5 separate regions of the Sus scrofa genome follow, and all the other regions are linked to region 2. Evidence: chromatin contacts called from public Hi-C and HiChIP or PLAC-seq data. All regions are on one chromosome and are shown on one strand. Each heading gives the region's core, a stretch centred on a gene start, on an enhancer-like site or on the middle of the called end of the contact. The rest is flanking DNA. Distances are from core to core; before and after follow the strand shown. Region 1 overlaps CUBN (cubilin). Region 2 holds the start of VIM (vimentin). Region 3 overlaps CUBN (cubilin). Region 4 overlaps CUBN (cubilin). Region 5 overlaps CUBN (cubilin).

Region 1 (3,919 bases), core at 513-3,012, 210 kb after region 2:
ATGTTAATAAATCCCCAAAGATAATACTTTAAAAATAAACCCGTCTGATTACACAGGAATACAGTCCTTGCAGGCAATTTGGAAAATGTAGAAAAAAATAGATAAAATAAAAATAACCTAAATTACATCACTACTAATAATATTTGGTGGTATTTATTTCCTGTAGTCTTTCCCTATATATTTATTTTATTTGAGTGTTCTCAGGGGATGATATTGTACCTACTACTCTACAATGACTTTTTTTTTTCCTTTTTCTTTTTTATGGCCTCACCTGCAACATATGAAAGTTCCCAGGCTAGGCGGGCTAGTGGTTGAATCAGAGCTGCAGAGGCTAGCCTACACCACAGCCATAGCAACACTGGATCCGAGCCACATCTGCGACCTACCCCGCAGCTTGTGGCAATGCCAGATCCTTAACCCACTGAGCTAGGCCAGGGATCGAACCCTCATTCTTATGGACAAAGTCGGGTTCTTAACCCCCTGAGCCACAATGGAAACTCCTATAATGACTTTTCTACATGTAACAATAGCTTGTGAATGTTACTCTTTGTTATTTATTACACCACAGGCATTTGTAACATTGGATATCCCATCATCATAATACAGCCACCAATTCTTGTAGAGAATCTTTTCAAAAGTCTACTATAGTAAAGAGTGCTGAGATAAACATCTTCATAGTTAAATCTTTGCACAGATTCATGATTAGACAATAATTCAAAAAAAATATATATATATATATCCCCCAAGCAGCCTTTGTGGCTTCTAAAATAAGTAATATGTAGAGAGTAGAAATAAATATCAGTGCACCATTAAGAGGGGACAGCAAGCAGCCACCACGTGGAAAGGAAGCCACAGGGTCTGCGTTTGAGACCAACCTCTGATTCAGAGTGCCCCAAAGGAATTCAGAATGCAGTTTTTCAAGCTGGTTTCCTGGCCTCATGCAAAGCCCAGCATTGTGAGGAATTGTTTAATTTTAGATGGGTACCTCCTGTTTCCTGCCCCACCCCGCAGGCAGCACAAGGCAGGCAGCGTGGCCTCCCCTGTGCCTTGGGGGGGGATGTGTGCCTCTAGGTCCAGCATTGTGCCTGTGCGTGTCTAATGGAGCAGCCCTCCCCTCCCTGGGATCCCCAGCCCTCTAGAGTCCTCCCTGCTCTGCTTGTTCGCTTTCCTCTAAACATCTGCCTAATTTACCTCCAAGAAGTTGATTATGGTTTTATCACCCCAGCGTTTCTCATACCCGGTGGGAGCCTTTCACCCACTCTATGAATCCCGCCTGGCCGTTTTTCCTGTTGTTGCAGGAACATTTCAAAGCCCCTCAAATTGAAAGTAACCTTCAAGTGCCAAGTGTATCCGGGAGATTTGTGTGTAAACTTCAGCAACAATGTTCTCAATAACTGTTCTGATGAGGCCGCTCCCATAGATCCCAGTAGAGCTGTTTTTCCGGGTGGGGAAAATAATCCGAAGAGGTGCTCCAAGAATTCACCAATCCCTACTCCTCTGCAGCTAGAGCTGCAGGCTGGCGGGACAGAAAGCAGGGAGGAGGCTGCCTCAGGAAGAAACACAGGCAGTGGGCAGAGCTGCTTTGCTTAGTATGGCCTCTCCCTGATCCACTCCCCAAGCAGCCTTGACAGATTTCCCAGCACCCTCTTTGCCACCAGCCCTGTTGTCACCCACCGTCTCCCTCCACCCAGACACACACTCTACGCTAACAGTCTCCCTTGCCGTCTGATCTGCACTGCGCTCTGCACCCCACACGTCAGGAGTGGGCTCATCAACACACAAAACCAGGTTGTCATAGCAACACCGCCCTTGCTGGCTGCCAGCTCCTTAGAAGTGGTTCATTGATTCGGTGCTTCCGCGTCTGGTCCACCAGGGATGATTTCTGAGAAATGTTCTCCGTGAGTCAGTTCGAGTTCTCTCTACCCATCACATTTTTTCTCCCCAAGCTATTTCTGGGGTGGTTTCTTTGGAAACAGCATTGGTTCCCTTTGCCTCTGACCACGAGTTAGAATCACGTTTTGGGCACTTTCCCTACGCCAGAACTCACATTCAGCTTGTGTAGCGTGTCTTATTTGCTAAACATAATAACTTTATAAGTACCATTAAGATGCCAAGTTCAGAAAGAAATTTGAGCTTATGGAGGTTAAGACATTTTCACAAGATTGTATTCTAAGCAAATGTAGGAGCTCAGAAGGGACTTTGAATCTAAGAGCCTATCACTGACCACACTGAATATACTCTAAACTCTGATATGCTCCTGTAATAAAATGACTTTCCTGCTCCCAATCAAAAGAGAATCTTCTATTGGTGACAGTGACTTTGAAAAGCCATTCTGTGAACTCGTGGAGTATAGTTCTCAGAAATTTAACTATTTTCTTTACATTGATCAGATTTTTTGTTCTTCACAAATATCAGGGGATTCTCTACCACACCTAGAATTCTCCCTCACAGCAGATGAATCATTTCCATTATGTCTTAAACTCTAAAGTATGAAGTTTTGTTGGAATTTTTAAAGACTTGTAATAGGAAACGGGCCCTATTTTTCTTTCCAAAAGTTTCTCCATATTTAAATGATCATCCCAAAGAAACTCTTGATTTAATGGACTCTCTTTAATCAATTATTAAAACTTTTTTCTTCTGCAGAAATTGCAAATAAAAACGGTACTTAGAAAAGTATGAATTAGGAAGTTCCTGTTGTGCAGCAGTGACAAACCCAACTAGTATCCATGAGGACTTGGGTTCAATCCCTGGCCTTGCTCAGTGGGTTAAGGATCTGGCATTGCTGTGAGCTGTGGTGGAGGTCACAGACTAGGCTCAGACCCAACGTTGCTGTGCCTGTGGCGTAGGCCTGCAGCTGCAGCTCTACTTTGACCCCCTAGCTTGGGAATTTTCATATGCCACAGGCGCAGCCCTAAAAAAAAAAGGCAAAGTATGAATTAGATGCCAACCCCAAATAGAAAGGGCTGAGTTTTAGTTGTTACTCACCGTGACTCTACAATTCATTTAGGAGAGAAATCAATCTATGCATCCCCAGTTCAGAAAGGAAACAATTATACTTTCATTCATTACAATCACAAATTTTCAAGATCATAAAACAATTTTGCAACAGAGAGACACTTGAAAAGCTCCTTTTTGTTCTGAGAGTTCTTGGTGGTTCATTTAAGTTGATTCCCACCAAGGGAAAAGGTTACATATTGGCTGACTCTGGGTTTCTCCAGACTTGAGTTCCCATGATGCATAAAGTACCTACAAAACCCTTACAAAAATTGCACTGTCAGTGATATATCCTTGTTTTTTATTTTCCATTTTGTATGTATGGGTCCTTACTATTGGATGGATCATTTCACTTTTCAACTGTAGTCTGAAATCTCTAATAGTCTAATCAACTGCACAGGCACCAAGTTATCAAACCCAAGCAAAGGAAGTAGATAGAAATTGGTAAATGTGGCTTAGGCAAGAGATTTCCTTCCTCTTTGAGTGTCTTAAGAGTGGTTGAAATATTTCAGGGTGGCGTGGGGGTGGAGGATCTAAAACACCAAAATCTTAAATGAAACATCTCTTTAAGACAATGGCTGAAAAGATTCTACATAAGACCTTTGGTCTATACACACACGCACATAGGCACATAGGAAGATACATTTAATGGCCAACTTGAAAATGTAAGCAGCATTTTGAGTATTTAATAAATAATTAAAAAAAAAAAACCCAACCCCAGGGAGTTCTGATCGTGGCTCAGCAGAAAAGAATCTGACTAGCATCCATGAGGACAGAGGTTTGATCCCTGGCCTGGCTCAGTGGGTTAAGGATCTGGCGTTGCCGTGAGCTATGGTGTAGGTTGCAGACACAGCCCAGATCTGGTGTTGCTGTGGCTGTGGTGTAGGCCAGCGGCTACAGCTCTGATTCAGCCTCTAGCCTGGGA
Region 2 (3,791 bases), core at 996-3,495:
ACTGCTGCCTTTGGCAAATCTCAAAGGGACCCTGGCCGCTGCGTAAAAAGCAATCGCAGTTGCTACAATGACCTGGGAGGCGAATGCCACCACCCCACTCCCCCGTGAAGATTCTGCAATCCCTTTGTCTCGCTTCCTACACCGCTCCTGGGGAAAGAGCAGCCCGTCAGAGGGGACCAGGAAACTTTCTCAAAGTTTGGGGGAATCGCACTGATCGTTTGCAGGAGCCTTCGAGTAACAACAAAGTGGTAGTTTTAAGAAATCTGAATTTTGGTCGTTCTTGGGCAATGAGTCGGGGTAGAGGGTAAATGCTAACTTGCAAGATCTGGGTTCAGGGCAGGGCTGCGCCGCAGCAGCCACAGCGCTCTCCCCCCGCCCACCGCGTACCCCAGGCAGCCACCGCCCCAGCCACATCCCCAAGGGCGTGTTAGCTTCGGTTCCCCTCTGCCGCCCTCCTGAAGCCCCGCGGGCGCTTAGTCTTACTTCTCCCGCAGCCGCATGATGTCCTCGGCCAGATTGTCGCGCTCCACCTCGACGCGGGCCTTGTCGTTGGTGAGCTGGTCCACCTGCCGGCGCAGCTCTCGCATCTCCTCCTCGTAGAGGTCCCCCAGGCGCGACTTGCCCTGGCCCTTGAGTTGCTCGAGCTCGGCTAGCAGAATCTTGTTCTGCTGCTCCAGGAAGCGCACCTTGTCGATGTAGTTGGCGAAGCGGTCATTCAGCTCCTGCAGCTCCACCTTCTCGTTGGTGCGGGTGTTCTTGAACTCGGTGTTGATGGCGTCGGCCAGCGAGAAGTCCACCGCGTCCTGCAGCAGCCGCACGCCGGGCACACTGCTCCGCAGGCGCACGGCCGAGGAGCGCGTGGCGTACACGCCGCCCGGGGACGAGGTGTAGAGGCTGCGGCTGGTGCTGGGACGCAGCGCGCTGCCCAGGCTGTAGGTACGGGTGGACGTGGTCACGTAGCTCCGGCTGGAGCTCGGCCGGCTAGCGGTGCCAGGGCCGCCGAACATTCTGCGGTAGGAGGACGAGGACACGGTCCTGGTGGACATGGCTGCAGAGGTGGCAGTGGGCTGGGCGGCTGCGGTGGCGCGGACTGGCTCCGGGAGGAGAGGCGAGCGAGGGAGCGGTGGGTGTGGGCAAAGGGAGCGCTGCTGCGTCTCTGGCGCGGGGACCCCGGAGCAAGAGTGGCAGAGGACGGGACCCCGCCGAGGGCGCAGTTTTTATAACCGCCTTAGGATGGAGCGTTCCCTCCCACTGCCATCCCGGCGGCGGAGTGCGCCAGCCAATGGGGACCCGGCGAGAGGCGGGAAGGCTGGCCTGGGGTTTGGGGCGGGGGAGCCCGGGAGCCTCCCTCCTCCCCCCTCCTCCGCAACCGGGACTATGCTCAGTCCCCCAGTAACTTGGAGGCTGAACTGGAACTTTTGGGGCTTTCCTGAGGATGGCCTGAGGTGTGCTCACCTCTGGGTGATGAAAAAGGCTGGGTCCCGCGGTGATGGGGGAGCCCTCCCTAGACTGAACCACAAGGGTCCCGGGCACCCAGCCAGCTAGGGAGGCGTAGGAGGAAGCGTGCGGGTGGGAGGGGCGCGCGGCCCCTTGGCTGCGGTCGCCTGGAAGCGCGAGGGTGGGGGGGCCCCGCGGGTAAAGGAGCCGGAAGAGAGGAGTGAGGGATCCAGCAGATCGGAAGGCGTGGAGAAAGAAACAAAGAGGGCCTGAGATTGGAGCGCGAGGTGGGGGCGCGCACAGCCCGGGGCGCAGGGCTCTGGGCTCTGCGCAGCCTTGCGCACGCCTGCTTGGACAGCGGGACCAATCCGGCCCCAACTTTCCTCGTCCTCCTGTAGTAGGAGTTCCTGTTCAGGGACCTAACCGGCTGGGCCCGGCTTTGGACAAGGAGCTGCAAGGAAGTGGCCAAGGAAAGCCCAGGGGAGATGGGTGGGGTCGCTGAGTCACCACTGGCAGTGAGTCACTGCGCTCTGCTGTCCCGCCACCGAGGTTGAGGAGTCCTAGCGGTTCAGGAAAACCGTTAGACGAGATTGACTTTCGTCTCCCCGGGCCACTGTGCGAGTACTGTTGGTTCTAAGTTTTACCCAACTTCGAGCTGGGCTCTGCTTTCTTATGTGCCGTTCGCTGGTTTGGAGTCTAGAGCGCTCCTAAATTCTTAGGAACGCGCCCAATCCAGATTTTGCTCCAATATGCTGGCTTCTCTTTAGTAAGAAACTTCCGCGGAGGCTCTGTAACCGCCAAACGCCGGTCTCCGGCCTCACAAAGGCACTTGGGGAGGGTTTTTCTTGCAAAGTTTCCTCCCGCCTCCCCTCCGGTCTCCTCTCCGCCTTCCTCCACCCCCTCCCCCCGTAAAACCGCACCCGACTTTTAACAAGATCTGAACGTTTCTGGGTGAAAGAGGAAACTCTGTAGTTGCAAAATCCAATTGAGTGATCACTGCTTTTTCTGCTGTAGTGAGAGACATTAAAGATATAATCTACACCAATTATAGAATTAAGTAGATGTTGCTTTAAATGTTTAATTTGATTAATAAAAGGCAGTTATGTAACTCAAGGGACTGAATGTTTGAGACTAGATTTATGTGTTCATTTTAGTTCACGCATGATGCACAGCGCAGGATTCTGGTGACTTGTCTGAGAAATGTCACAGGTCCCTTAGCCTATTTTCCAGAAGAATTCCTGCAATTCATCTTGGAGTGAGGGGGATAAAGCTGTCTACAGAAGGAGAAAACTTTTGGTCCAGGGCACAAGGGCGTGTTCAGATTCCAACCTGAAAATCTTTCTAGGTAAATCACTCAACTGAAGGGGTTTTGTTGGGAATGAGTAAAGCGCAGAACAGAGAAGAGAGTCTGTCAGTGATTTCGTAGCAATTTAAAAATCACAGGTTTTCGTCGTTATTGTTGTGGTGTTTCAGTGTTTAGAAGAGTTGAGTATTGAACGGATTAACTCCAAAATCACTGCAAAAGTAGAAACATCTTGATTCAGTGGTGGATGTGGAGGGAGATAAAATTCTTCCCTCTGCTTTTGTGTTTTTGTTTTGGAAAGGGGGGCCCTGAAGGTTGCCTGGCATTTAAGAAAAAATAGTTCAGAACCAAATGAAGGGTTTATTTTCACTTCTTTGTACAAGCCTCTTTTAGGCAGTGTTTTGTTTACCTCCTTTCAGTTCGTTCTGGCCGGTGGGGCTGCCAAGGTCGCGCTGCAGGACCCCTTGCTGTACCGCTCCCCCGCTGTGGATTGCCTTAATTCTCTCCCCGCTCTGCGGGTCCCTCCCGAGGCGCATTCCTGGGGTGTGGCGTCCTAGCGGGCCCACTTATGCTCTGAGAGCCCTTTATGCGAGCTCCGCTCTGCAAATGTCACTATTGTGAGTTTGCCTGGAACCCTTCGGATGAGAAAAAGCCGTTTCCCTCTGGGGAAAGGGAGGGTGGACCTTCCTCCCACCTAAAATGCTGATCCCAGGACAATGCGCTGGTGCTGTCAGGGGACGCTTGCTGACTGAGTCACCACGGGGAAATGAGGGCAAGGCTCTGGTGCGGTGTGGCAGGGTGCCCTGTTGGTGACCAAAGCACATTCCTCAGGTCTGTGGGTGACTCCCTCTGGGGGGGACGCTGGGGCCTCATCATCATCTCGGGGGGTATCCCTTCTCCTTTGCAACCTGTCCCCAAGCTGTATCCTTAGGATGGGTGTGTGTGTGCTTGCTGTCTCAGCTCAGGCTGCTACAACAAATTGCCATAGGCTGGGTGGCTTAAGCACCAAACATTTATTTCTCCCAGCTGTGGGGGCAGGAAGTCCAAGATC
Region 3 (3,888 bases), core at 105-2,604, 150 kb after region 2:
TAACTATTTAACAAATGTGGTATTGCCCAGATTCATGGCAGCATCTCTTTCTTTTTCTTTTGTTATTAAACAGGAAACACACACTTATGTATTAATTCTTGGATTTATATTGCTACGGCAAATACAATCTCCAGTTCTAAAAGTGTACATTGCCCCCAGGTGATGTGATGTGGCTGGTAGCAGAAGAATTAGGCATAGCAAGAATAGATCAACTCTCGGTCCATCTGTTTTTGTCGATGAGAGCTTTTAAATTATATAGAATGGTTCAATGAATGTGATAGAACCATCTTTCCAGAATAAAAAGAAGCAGCTCTCATTAATATTTCATAAGCAAATGAAGCCATCAGAACTCTGACTGAAGGACACATAAGGTAGTAATGAAAGTTTAATTTTTAATCCCAGTGAAGGCAAGTACTAAGCTGAATAATAATTTTGGAAGCTTATGTGATATTAAGGCCATGTCTTGAAATGAGACATGGAAGGAAATGAATAGAATTGCTCACCTCACCAGATCTCCTTGACCTACCCCAAGTCTTTTGTCCCCCTCCCACCAAGACTGGGTGGGTAGAAGGGGAGCACAGAAGAGAGGTACAATGGAAGGGGAAGGAGAGGAGATTTCTGGGAAACAGGAGGGCTTCTGGGAGAACTGATTCCTTCTTAGACAAGGAAAGCAAAATGGAAGTAAACAGCATAGAAAAGTTGATAACTCTAATTAACATGATAGGGAAAAGTAAGTTACTTTCGGTTTGGCTTCTGCAATCTAGGGCATGTGTACTGATTCTGCAAGTCTCACTGCCGGACAAATTCATCCTATTTGACACCGCTTGCCATGCCCAGGAAATTCACGACACAGAAATTGTACACATATCTCTCCACAGTGTGATGCAACTAGATATTAGGGTTAAGATTTGTGAATGTCCAATTTCTTGGAAGTCTATAAACTCTCTCCTAAATAATTACTGGGTCAAAGTAGGAAATAGAAAATGACATGAATGGCAAAACAAAAAAGAAAAAGAAAAGGCTGTGCATCAAAACCAAGTAAAAATCTCTAAGATGTTAAAGAAAACTAAAAAAAAAAGGGGGGGGGGATGAGAGAGCACAGTAAACTGGAAAACTGAAGGTCTGACTTGCCTCTGAACCCTTCATCACCTCCTCTGTCCCTCCTTCCCTGAGCCACCACCCCCTGTGCTCCCACTGGGCCCTCCAAGGTTTTGCCACCTCCCCAGGGGCCTTCAGATGGATTCGCCCTCACAAAGGACTTTCTTTTGGTCTTTGTTAGGCATGGAAGCTATTCAGCTCCAGCCTTGGGGTTGGTTGAGGGAGGGCTGTGACTTTTGGTCTGCCTAAGCCTTGTTACCCTCAAAGGGACACGTCGTCGATGGTCAGAGCCTCATGACTCATGACTCACAGAAAAATTCTTAAGGGTATAAACTGAAAGGGCAGAGAAAGAATAGGACCTCTGGCAACTGGAGCAGGAATGTAGCTGCAGCAAGCAAATGCACCAGAGTTGCCTGCGGGCTATTGTTTTCCAGTTAAGCACATGTGGACATTAATTTTAGTTCAAAGAAATGTCTTTCTAGAGATCTTAGGGGGGAAAAGGGGGGAAATGGGAAGATTGTCAAGAGTTTGCATTCTTAGAATATTGGATTTGGGGTTTGGGCAGAGACTAGAAACTTTTGGTTAGTTTCTAGCATTTTTGTTGTCAAAACAGTTTTTCCACAATTGCTTGGCCATCTTGGTGCTTTTTATTGAAGTAATAAAAGATTCCATTGCACGGAGTTCCCATCGTGGTGCAGCAGAATTGCATCCAACTAGGAATCATGAGGTTGTGGGTTTGATCCTAGCCTCGCTCAGTGGGTTACGGATATGGCGTTGCTGTGAGCTGTGGTGTAGGTCATAGACCCAGCTCAGATCTGGTGTGGCTGTGGCATAAGCTGGCAGCTACAGCTCCGATTAGACCCCTGTCCTGGGACCCTCCATATGCCGTGGGTACGGCCCTAAAAAGACAAAAGGAAAAAAAAAAAAAAAAAAGACGCCATTGCTCAGTTGAGATAATGTTACCGATTGGTGCTGAGGAAGCCAGGCCATGGACTGAGAGGGTAGAACCACCTAGTTTGGGGCCCGTGAGGGACCGTGTGGCATAGATCCGTCCTGTCGGTCAAGGAGTTGCATGCTTCTGTGGAGATCACAGACCCAGTGGGTAAGGGAGATGGAGAGCACGGAGTGAGAAGAGGATTTGGAAATGATGTTTATCAGAGCATGGGTGCTATTGGGGCAGATCGAGAGGTATAAACGAAAACAATCTTGCATGAAAAGATGACAAAGGACTTCAAGTCTCCGTTTGACCAATGGCGAGGTATTTAACATCAGTAAACCTCAGGTTTCTCATCCACCTCAGAAACAGTAATATTATTCTTTCCGGAAGGATTAGAAGTTATTCACGCATTTATGTACTCATGTTCTAAACATTTATTATTTATTTATTTAAAAGTTGACTTTGGACTTTATTTTATGTTCATTTTTTTAAGTAGGAATTGCAACAATTTTTATTTAGTTATTTATTTATTTTGCTTTTTTAGGGCCACGCCTGCGGCACATGGAGGTTCCCAGGCTAGGGGTCCCATCGGAGCTACAGCTGCCAGCCTATGCCATAGCCACAGCAATACAGGATCTAAGTCATGTCTGTGACCTACACCACAGCCCACGGCAATGCCAGATCCATAACCCACTGAGCAAGGCCAGGGATCGAACCCGCAACCTCATGGTTCCTAGTCGGATTCGTTTCTGCTGCGCCATGACAGGAACTCCTTGATATTTATTAAGTAACTTCAGTGCCAGGTACTGTGCTGGAGGTGGATGTGCAGAACACAGAGGTATGAAACAAGTAAGCCCCAAACCACATAATTTCAAGGTGGGCAAAGTATCGTGAAGGAAAGAAAGTATATGAGAGAAAATAACACGGTGATGACTTAAGCTGAACGCTTAGCGGTAGCTTCCCGGGGATGTCAGATTCGAGTCTGAAGATGAGAAGGGATTAGCAATGCCAAGAGCCGAGAGAAGGGAGAGAAGGACCATTCCAGGGAGAGGTGCCAGCAGAGCCTCAGAGGTTGAATTGACAAAAAGCTTCACACACACCCACAGAATTGCGAATAGATGAGTATGGCTGGCATCGAAAAGGAGAGGAAGAAAGAAACTAGAGTTAGACGGGAACTAGATTCTGCAGGGCTTTGTACATGGAGGTAAACAACTCAGTTTTGCTAAATGAAAAGAAATAATCAGAATGTTCTTAGCACAGTGCCTGGCCCACTGTGAATAGTTATTTAGTAACAGGTCACATGATGATGATTCTCTCTCTCTCTTTTTTTTTTTTTGGCTTTTTAGGGCCACACCCGAGGCATATAGAGGTTCCCAGGCTAGGGGTCAAATCAGAGCTGTAGCTGCCGGCCTACACCACAGCCACAGCAAAGCCAGATCCTTAACCCACTGAGCAAGGCCAGGGATCGAACCTACAACCTCATGGTTACTAGTCAGATTTGTTTCCACTGCACCACAACAGGAACTCCGTGACGATGATTCTCTTGATGATGATGGGAGGGGAAAGGCGGATAGGAGCGGGTGATGTATTGGCGTTTGCAGCCCTGTGGGAACACATTTCTAGGTAAAATTAGACATGTACCCCTGCTTTTAGAAAAGCAAGTTTTAAAAAATCTGATGAAGGATAAATGTACTTTATTGATAGAGATATTAGAAGCTCCACTGTTTTAAGAGGCAGAAAAAGCTTTAAAATTTTTACTAGGAAATCATGAAACATAATAATGAGTAACCAAGAATAATAACCTAAGAAAATACATTTTAGTTCTCGTGTGGCTTCTTTTATCTCTTATCCCC
Region 4 (3,872 bases), core at 187-2,686, 170 kb after region 2:
AGCAATGACAATCAGTTATATCATATGACTGACATATTCCTTGGACTTCGTTCAGGTGTTTAACATCCAATGACCCAAACTGACTTCCCAAGGAATTATAGCATGCACACAATTTTCCATACTTCTGTGGTTTTATCTGCCTCGTATATGTGGTCCAAACCGCAGCTGCATATTAGATTAGGATTTGGGGCAAGTCACTTGAACTCCCTGGGCCATAGTTTTCTCATCTGTAAAATTAAGGGATTGGATTTGATGATCTTTGAGATGTCTTCTGGCTCTAATCAACTATGAGCACAAATTTAATTTGCTGCATGAATAAGCTAGCAATAACTGAGATAACAGACAGTGCAGGAAGGGCCTCCTCAAATACTATGGAACCTTCTGTAATGATACACAAGTTATCTCTGCAACGACTGCTAGAGCTCTGCTGGAACCACACTAGCTTGTAAGGCAACACCCAGTGCATGAAGAACCAAGAGCAATAGGAATCATCTGGCAGGGAAGATGTAAAGTTTTAATTCAGGACGATAAGATACCAGGACAAATAACAGTAAGTTGTGAAACACAAAAGCAACAAGCTGGAAAGTAAAGGAAACTGACAAATAAAGAGAAGACTAGAAAAGACAGTGGATAATAGAGAAGAGCATCTTGAGGTGGCAAGCACTGAAGACTCTCCAATCCGCCTCCATGTGTGGTAATCACCGCTTTGGCTCGTTGGGTCCAGACAGGGCTGAAATCACAGGCGAGGGAGTGTTTGCTTTCCGTCCCTTGGCTGAGCCTGGCTGGTCACTGTGTGCCTGCCTTTTACAGAATGATTTCATCTGTCTGACTCCCACCGTCAAATATTCTAAATCGCAACCAGATGACTGGATTCAGGAAGCTCTGTGGCACCCTCAGCTTGATGTTTTGGCGCCTGTCTCAGTGTCCATGTAGATGAGGACCTGAGCGATTGGCTCCTGTGACTTGTCGAGGACGCCCCTGCAGGGCAGCTCAGGGAAGGTCTGGACTCAGGAGACGGATGGCGGGGTCCGGCTGGTGACTGCTGGCTCTGGGCTCGCCCTCTAGGTGGCCGGAGTTTGAGTGAGATGCCCACCTGAAGCAGAAACAGGAGGCATTAGGATGCTTTCTTTTCAGGTGTCATCTTCTTTTTGATGTTTTCTGCAGAATGAAACAGTATCAGGAAAGTGTCAATGGAGGCTCAGTCATTGGCCTTCATCCTATTTTATTGCTTTAGCAAAAGCTATTTTTAGAGCAATAATGACAATGTGTGGTTGCTGACTTTCAGTCCCTCATACAACAGGCCTGAGTTTCTCTGCTGAAGGCTTCCCTGTCTTCATCTGATAAAGGTTAAATTTTCTAACTTGAGTCCAGTTACTTTTCCATCTGTAGTTTGTAATGAGGCTATGATCTCAGTCCTTAAATATGTGCTTGGGAGGAAAGGGATCAGCTCCTGGTCATGAATTTGACTGCTTCCCTCATCACTGTTTCTGCCTCCCTCCAGATGTGCTTGGGGAAGAGAAACAAAGAACTAAAAGGAAAATATTCTTGGGTAAAGACTCTTGAGAATCTCTTAGCAACTGATTATAAAACCAGGTTTTAAATCCTTGCTTATTTTAAAGTACAAGGCATTTGAATGCTGAGAGAATAGAACTGATTAGTTAACTTTACTTATTTAAATGATAATATTCATTTCTATTAACATAGACATTAAAATAATCCTACCATGAAGGGACTTTAAAAGGATAAGAAAGAATGGAGAAATGTATCTAATGCATTTTTTATTCTAACATTAGGTGAAAACCTGTATAACTTTTAGTCTAGTGTTTTTCAAGCATTGAAACATTCATGACTCTTTAGTGGGTCATGATATTATTTTATTAGATTGCTACCTACCTTTGTTAAAAGTGTGGAATAGGATAGAAAAGAATAGACAAGAAAGTATGAGACCTTATCATGCAAAGTTTGGTATAAATTCATGAAACCCGTTTGCATTATCCATGTGTGTGCGTGATTGATATAAATGTATTTTTAATGGTGTGTCAGACAATTCAAAACACTAATCTACTCCAATTACCTTATTTTCCAAATGAGGGGAATTGAAGTCCAGAATTGAATTTTTCCTTCCAAGAATACACAGGTAGTTAGTTTAGAACCCAAACAGTCCGGTCTGAACATTGAATCCATTTGCTTTTCCATTGTTTAGATTAGCTCTTGAAAATGCTTATAGGAACTGCCGGCGATGTGGCTGGTATCATTCACTTTAGAGCTATGGTAGAACCATGGAGGAATTTCCTTCCTTCCTTCCTTTGTTCCCTCTTTCTTTCTTTAATGGCCACACCCATGGCATATGAAGTTCCCGGCCAGGGATTAAATCTGAGCCACAGCTGTGACCCATCTCCCAGGAATTTTCATTTCTTTGCAAAGAGAGAAATGTTACAATCATTTGGGAAAATGGCCAGGAAGTGTCAGAACCTCATCAATATTAGCTTAAAAATGGGCTTTCTCAGCCTCCTCATGCCCAGCCCGGAGTCCCACCTACCCAACAGTGGGTGTTCAGTGTTGTTTTTCATCCATTGTCCTGTCACTGAGCCCAGAAAAAGCATCTAAGAGTGATGAGTCAAAAAATGGTAATGGAAGGGTAAATGAAGTTTCCTTTAGAAGAAATGAATGCTATTTTAAATCTTTAATCCAGTAGAGTGGTGTTCTCAAATTGTTCATTGGAAACTTAAGGTAAGGTTTTCTTGGTACAAATTCAGATATTAGGGGCCCATCCAGAAATTCTGATTCAAATAGGTCTAGGGTAGGTTTTCAACGAGCAGTTCAAGTGATTCTAGTGAAAATTTGCAGTTCGTCAGAGACTCTAAAAGTCAAGTCCTAGCATATAAATCGCTATGAGGTGTAATGGGGAACTGGGCTATTGCTGCTCATCGTAGGAAGTCCTTGTTATGATTTGGTGAAAGAAAGGCTGCATTTGAAGTCAGAGCCTTGGTTCCAGTCTCAGCCTTGATGCTAACTTGGAAAGCTTTGGGCAGGTCACACGCCTCTCTGATTCTTTCTATCCAACTTGAATTCTGTATTTTCCACTCTGAGATATTCAGATATTTTCCCTCTGGAAAAGGTTTTTACTAGGTCTGTTGGTTTTGTTTGTTTGTTTGTTTGTTTTTTAAGATTTATTCTCTTATTGGTCAGTATTTTCTCATATTTTTGCATGTCTGGCTATCCCAGCACTTGCCAGCTCAGTAGATTTATCTTATCTAATGGATCATATTTTTTAGTTCTTAGAATGAAAATGCTAAACAAAACACTTAATTGTGATGTTCTTAGTTTTCTACTCACCTTCATTTCTAAATTGACTTTTCATACTTAGAGAAACCAGGGATTATTACAGAGCATAGGGCCTGGAAGGGGAGGACTTGGGTTTAAATTATATCTTTGCTATGTCTGAACTAAGTAATTTTTCAGAACTTAACCTCCAGGAGTCTCTGATTGTTCATCTGTGGCTCTCTAAAAATTGGAGGTTATAAGATCTGGCAGTTTCACATAGTTGAGGAAGATCCAAAGAGACATTTTCTGTAAAAATCACATAATAGCTGTAAAGCACCATGACTGTGCCAAATTTAAAATTACTGATAATCCAAGTACAGTTTTACAATAGCTGCTCTAGTGATTTGGCTTATATTCATAATTCATTAGAATCGGTGATCTGCGTGGGAAAAACAAGAAGCCATGACTGTGATCGCCTAGCAGAAAATTGTAGGTAAAAGTTAGATTTGGGTTAATGAGGCTTCTTCCTTCCTTACAGAGAAGCTGAACCTGTAATTTTATCTTCTCTCAAGTATGCACTTTGAAGATGGTTCAACCAAATATGCCAA
Region 5 (3,474 bases), core at 599-3,098, 230 kb after region 2:
GAAATGATTTCCTATCGTTTGCCTTTTTCCTGTATCCCAGTTTTATTTATCTTTTAAAAAATTTTTGTTGGGAGTTCCCTTCGTGGCTCAGTGGTTAACAAATCCAACTAGGAACCACGAGGTTGCGTGTTCGATCCCTGGCCTTGCTCAGTGGGTTAAGGATCCAGCATTGCCATGAGCTGTGGTGTAGGTTGCAGACGCGGCTCAGACCCCGAGTTGCTGTGGATGTGGTGCAGGCCAGCAGCTACAGCTCCGATTCGACCCCTAGCCTGGGAACCTCCATATGCCACGGGAGCAGCCCTAGAAAAGGCAAAAAGACAAAAAAAAAATTGTTGAAGTATAGTTGATTCACAGTGTTGTGTTAATTTCTTCTGTATAGCCAAATGATTCAGTTATACATATACACATGTCCATTCCCATATAGGCTACCACAGAATATTGAGTAGATTTGCCTGTGCTATACAGCAGGTCCCTGTTGACCATCCATTCTATACACCATAGTGTGCATGTGCCAGTCCCAAACTCCCAATCCATCCCTACCCCTACCCTTCCCCTTTGGTTACCATAGGTTGGTTTTAAAAGTCTGAGTCTGTTTCTGTTTTGTGAATAAGTTCCTTTGTATCATTTTTTTAAGATTCCACATATAAATGATGTCACATGATATTTGTCTGTCTCTGTTTGACTTCACTTAGTATGATAATCTCTAGTTGTATCCACGTTGCTGCAAATGGCATTATTTTGTTCTTTTTGATGACTGAGTAGTATTCCATCATATATATGTACCACATCTTCTTTATCCTTTCCTCCATCGATGGACATTTAGGTTATTTCCATGTTTTGGCTATGGCAAATAGTGCTGCAATGAACATTAGGATGCATGTATTTTTTCAAATTATAGTTTTGTCTGGATATATGCCCAGGAGTGGGATTGCTGGATCATATGGTATTTCTATATTTAGTTTTCTGAGGACTCTTCATACTGTTCTACATAGTGGTAGCACCAGCTTACATCTTCATTGACAGTGTAGCAGAATTCTCTTTCTTTCAAATCCTCTCCAGCATTTGTTATTTATAGACTTTTTGATGTTGGCCATTCTGACTCGCATGAGGTGGTACCTCATTGTCATTTTGATTTGCATTTCTGTAATAATTAGCAGTGTTGAGCATCTTTTCGTGTAAACATACACTTTTAGACTGTTGGGGAATTAACTGATAAAATCAAATCAGTAATGTCTGACTTTTGGGCCCTTTTAAGGAGTTCGTGTTTGTCTCCACCTCTATTCCAGCCCAACCTGAAGATTTCTATTGAAATTTGCTGTAAATGTATTATTTGCCTGTCTCACGGATAAATCAGCAGTGAGGCCTGTGTTCTCTGGGAAGTAGTTCAATCTTGTTTGGGGTTGGCCTTTCCCAAACTCTGAGCTCCTTGTCACCATTTCAGAGTATACCTGCCCCATACCTGGACTTGCAAGAAGAGTCCTTACTGGTAACTCCTTCCTGGGACCCCACTCCCATCACCTGCCACCGCCTCTGTATGTCAGAGAGAAATTGTCTAACTAGGTAGTCGCCTCTTAAAGTTTCGGAGAAGAAAAAAATTTTTACTTTTATGTTATAGAAAAACTATTCAAGTAGAAATCACTCTTTTTAATGAAGTATATGAGCATCACCCTTTGTTGTTTAGAATTTACTCTTTTACTATTCTTCGGCTTTCCAGCTTCTTTGTCACACTGACCACTGGTCGCTCAGACGTTTCCCTCAGAAGTTTGAGGATGTGAAGATGTCCTCTCTGGGTCTGTCCTCTGCTCCCTTTCCTTCAGCCTCATGGGCTTTGGCCAGGTCACTGCCAAGCTGGCAGCCCTCCCAGTGCTATCGGTTTAGGGAACACAGTTTTAGGAAAACGCCAAGTGTAAAGCGTTGACTGCGCTTGAGCAATTTTAATTGCAGGAAATACAGAATGTGCTCTTAAAACTTTGTGCCTCTAATTCCGTTTTGCTGTCTCATTGCCAATTTGCTTTTATTAAAAACAGAAAACAAAAAAAATCTCAGCAGCCACCCCAGCCTTCGAGGATAGAACATACATAAACTATGCTTTTTTGTTGCTGTTGTTCTGGAAGTTTTTAGCTCATTGCTCATTTCAGATCAAGCCAAACAAAACAAAAGGAAAAAAAAAAACCCAACACCAAGTTAGCAAAGTTCTTTCATGCAAAAGATTTAAGTTATCTTCACAGGTTTAGCAGCAACTTTTAACTCTTTCTTGTTTGAGTTCAGTAGATCGGCGTGCTTCCTGCTGATAAGGAAATCGTTTCCTTTCAGCTAATGACTGGGAGTTTAGAGGAGAATGGAATCAAATAGATTATCAGTCACCAGTACTAAAAATTTTATAAAAATTAACTAAAGAAAACAGAATAACATACGATTCTCTTGAGGACATTATTTAGTCTAGTTCAGCTGATGTCTGATGATGTTAATATTGGTCAGATACACCTCACATTAAATGAAAAATATTTTTGCTTTGTTTATTTTTTGTCCTGATTGCCATGGTGATTTGTTTCCTCAGTAGATGGGCAGAACAGTAATAAGGGCGGTATTTAACACTGCCAACCCAGGCCCTTTGGGGCGAAATGCCCAACCAGGCATCGTGGAGGGAAGGCTGAACTAGGAGTTGAGGGGTTGGGGGTAGGAGAGGTTGGCAGAGGGCAGGGGTGGGGGAAGGTGGAGCCCAGATCTGCCATCCACTATGTGAGTGACAAGTCCAGAAGCCTTCTGGAGCCTCACTTTGCTCATCTCTAAAATGGACCCACCATGATCAATCTTGCCTACCTCATAGAATTGTTATGAATTTCAAATAAGATCATGTGCTTGTTAAAAGCACAGTGACAAACTGTGAACCACCATTCAAAGATGAACTGTCTTTGTTGCAGCTTCATGAACAAGTGATTTCTTATCTCTTATTGGCTATTCATGATGGCCCTTGAGCTGGTACGGTAATTCCTTTTTTCAATTCCAAGTCTTTCTGTAGCCTCCTCCAAGATCTAGATGAACCCCTCAATTGTAATACACAGCATACCTGGAGTGGCCGTCATATGCAAGACACTTTTGGGTATTTTCATTTAATCTGTATCACAACCCTCTGAGGCTGAGTCCTGATACTGTTAGAGATGAAGAAGACCCTGAGCCTCAGAAAGGTTAACTTAGTTACCCAAAGAGCAGCACAGCCAGGGTTGGAATCTGTTTTGTCTTATGCCCTGGTCTGTGCCTTACTTTATATTTCCAAACGTTTTGCAAGTTCTCGCATAACTTAGGCAACTCTGAAAGGATGTCATCTCCTCCATGAAAGTCTTCTCTTACCACTTGGGTGCAAAGAGCCACTCATCTCCATTTCTTCTATGTATCCCTCGGAACTCCATTTATCACCCCATGTCTACTCCTTGGTTAATATTTTCATCATGTAATTATGAATTAAAATAGAACTAT

The links. A called contact is a pair of places that touch in the nucleus more often than the background predicts. HiChIP or PLAC-seq counts read pairs in DNA pulled down with a chosen protein or histone mark.
Region 1: a contact with region 2 is called in an H3K27ac HiChIP or PLAC-seq map of alveolar macrophages. The contact joins the enhancer-like site here to the promoter of VIM in region 2. A contact is called at or near these places in 2 of 5 promoter capture datasets (fetal skeletal muscle and skeletal muscle), 14 of 47 Hi-C or Micro-C datasets (adipocytes, alveolar macrophages, embryonic fibroblasts and 10 more) and 2 of 2 datasets of contacts at active chromatin or transcription factors (alveolar macrophages and skeletal muscle).
Region 3: a Hi-C map of embryonic fibroblasts shows a contact between it and region 2, with 1.9 times the contacts expected there. The contact joins the enhancer-like site here to the promoter of VIM in region 2. A contact is called at or near these places in 1 of 5 promoter capture datasets (liver), 5 of 47 Hi-C or Micro-C datasets (embryonic fibroblasts, fibroblasts, mesenchymal stem cells and 1 more) and 2 of 2 datasets of contacts at active chromatin or transcription factors (alveolar macrophages and skeletal muscle).
Region 4: a Hi-C map of embryonic fibroblasts shows a contact between it and region 2, with 3 times the contacts expected there. The contact joins the enhancer-like site here to the promoter of VIM in region 2. A contact is called at or near these places in 2 of 5 promoter capture datasets (fetal liver and fetal skeletal muscle), 3 of 47 Hi-C or Micro-C datasets (embryonic fibroblasts, skeletal muscle and subcutaneous adipose tissue) and 2 of 2 datasets of contacts at active chromatin or transcription factors (alveolar macrophages and skeletal muscle).
Region 5: a contact with region 2 is called in a Hi-C map of retroperitoneal adipose tissue, with 2.7 times the contacts expected there. The contact joins the enhancer-like site here to the promoter of VIM in region 2. A contact is called at or near these places in 2 of 5 promoter capture datasets (fetal liver and fetal skeletal muscle), 7 of 47 Hi-C or Micro-C datasets (embryonic fibroblasts, fibroblasts, mesenteric adipose tissue and 3 more) and 2 of 2 datasets of contacts at active chromatin or transcription factors (alveolar macrophages and skeletal muscle).

What each region holds. Positions count from the first base shown.
Region 1 is chr10:43,306,029-43,309,947 of Sscrofa11.1, reverse strand. The region is part of intron 28 of CUBN (cubilin); the gene reads left to right. Among named protein-coding and RNA genes, the nearest start is that of CUBN, 110 kb to the left of the region's middle. Within about 2 kb of position 1,762, at least 65 of the 83 cell types and tissues checked have an H3K27ac peak or open chromatin away from gene starts, as enhancers often do. A contact at or near this core is called in alveolar macrophages, embryonic fibroblasts, fetal skeletal muscle and 5 more, where this site is marked.
Region 2 is chr10:43,514,895-43,518,685 of Sscrofa11.1, reverse strand. VIM (vimentin) reads right to left here and starts at 2,245. Exons shown (of 8, transcript XM_005668107.3): 1 at 484-2,245. The coding sequence starts at 1,046.
Region 3 is chr10:43,360,822-43,364,709 of Sscrofa11.1, reverse strand. The region is part of intron 17 of CUBN (cubilin); the gene reads left to right. Among named protein-coding and RNA genes, the nearest start is that of CUBN, 52 kb to the left of the region's middle. Within about 2 kb of position 1,354, at least 17 of the 83 cell types and tissues checked have an H3K27ac peak or open chromatin away from gene starts, as enhancers often do. A contact at or near this core is called in alveolar macrophages, embryonic fibroblasts and subcutaneous adipose tissue, where this site is marked.
Region 4 is chr10:43,340,450-43,344,321 of Sscrofa11.1, reverse strand. All of the region lies in intron 22 of CUBN (cubilin), which reads left to right. Among named protein-coding and RNA genes, the nearest start is that of CUBN, 72 kb to the left of the region's middle. Within about 2 kb of position 1,436, at least 27 of the 83 cell types and tissues checked have an H3K27ac peak or open chromatin away from gene starts, as enhancers often do. A contact at or near this core is called in embryonic fibroblasts, fetal skeletal muscle, skeletal muscle and 1 more, where this site is marked.
Region 5 is chr10:43,283,360-43,286,833 of Sscrofa11.1, reverse strand. All of the region lies in intron 29 of CUBN (cubilin), which reads left to right. Among named protein-coding and RNA genes, the nearest start is that of CUBN, 130 kb to the left of the region's middle. Within about 2 kb of position 1,848, at least 21 of the 83 cell types and tissues checked have an H3K27ac peak or open chromatin away from gene starts, as enhancers often do. A contact at or near this core is called in alveolar macrophages, mesenteric adipose tissue, omental adipose tissue and 2 more, where this site is marked.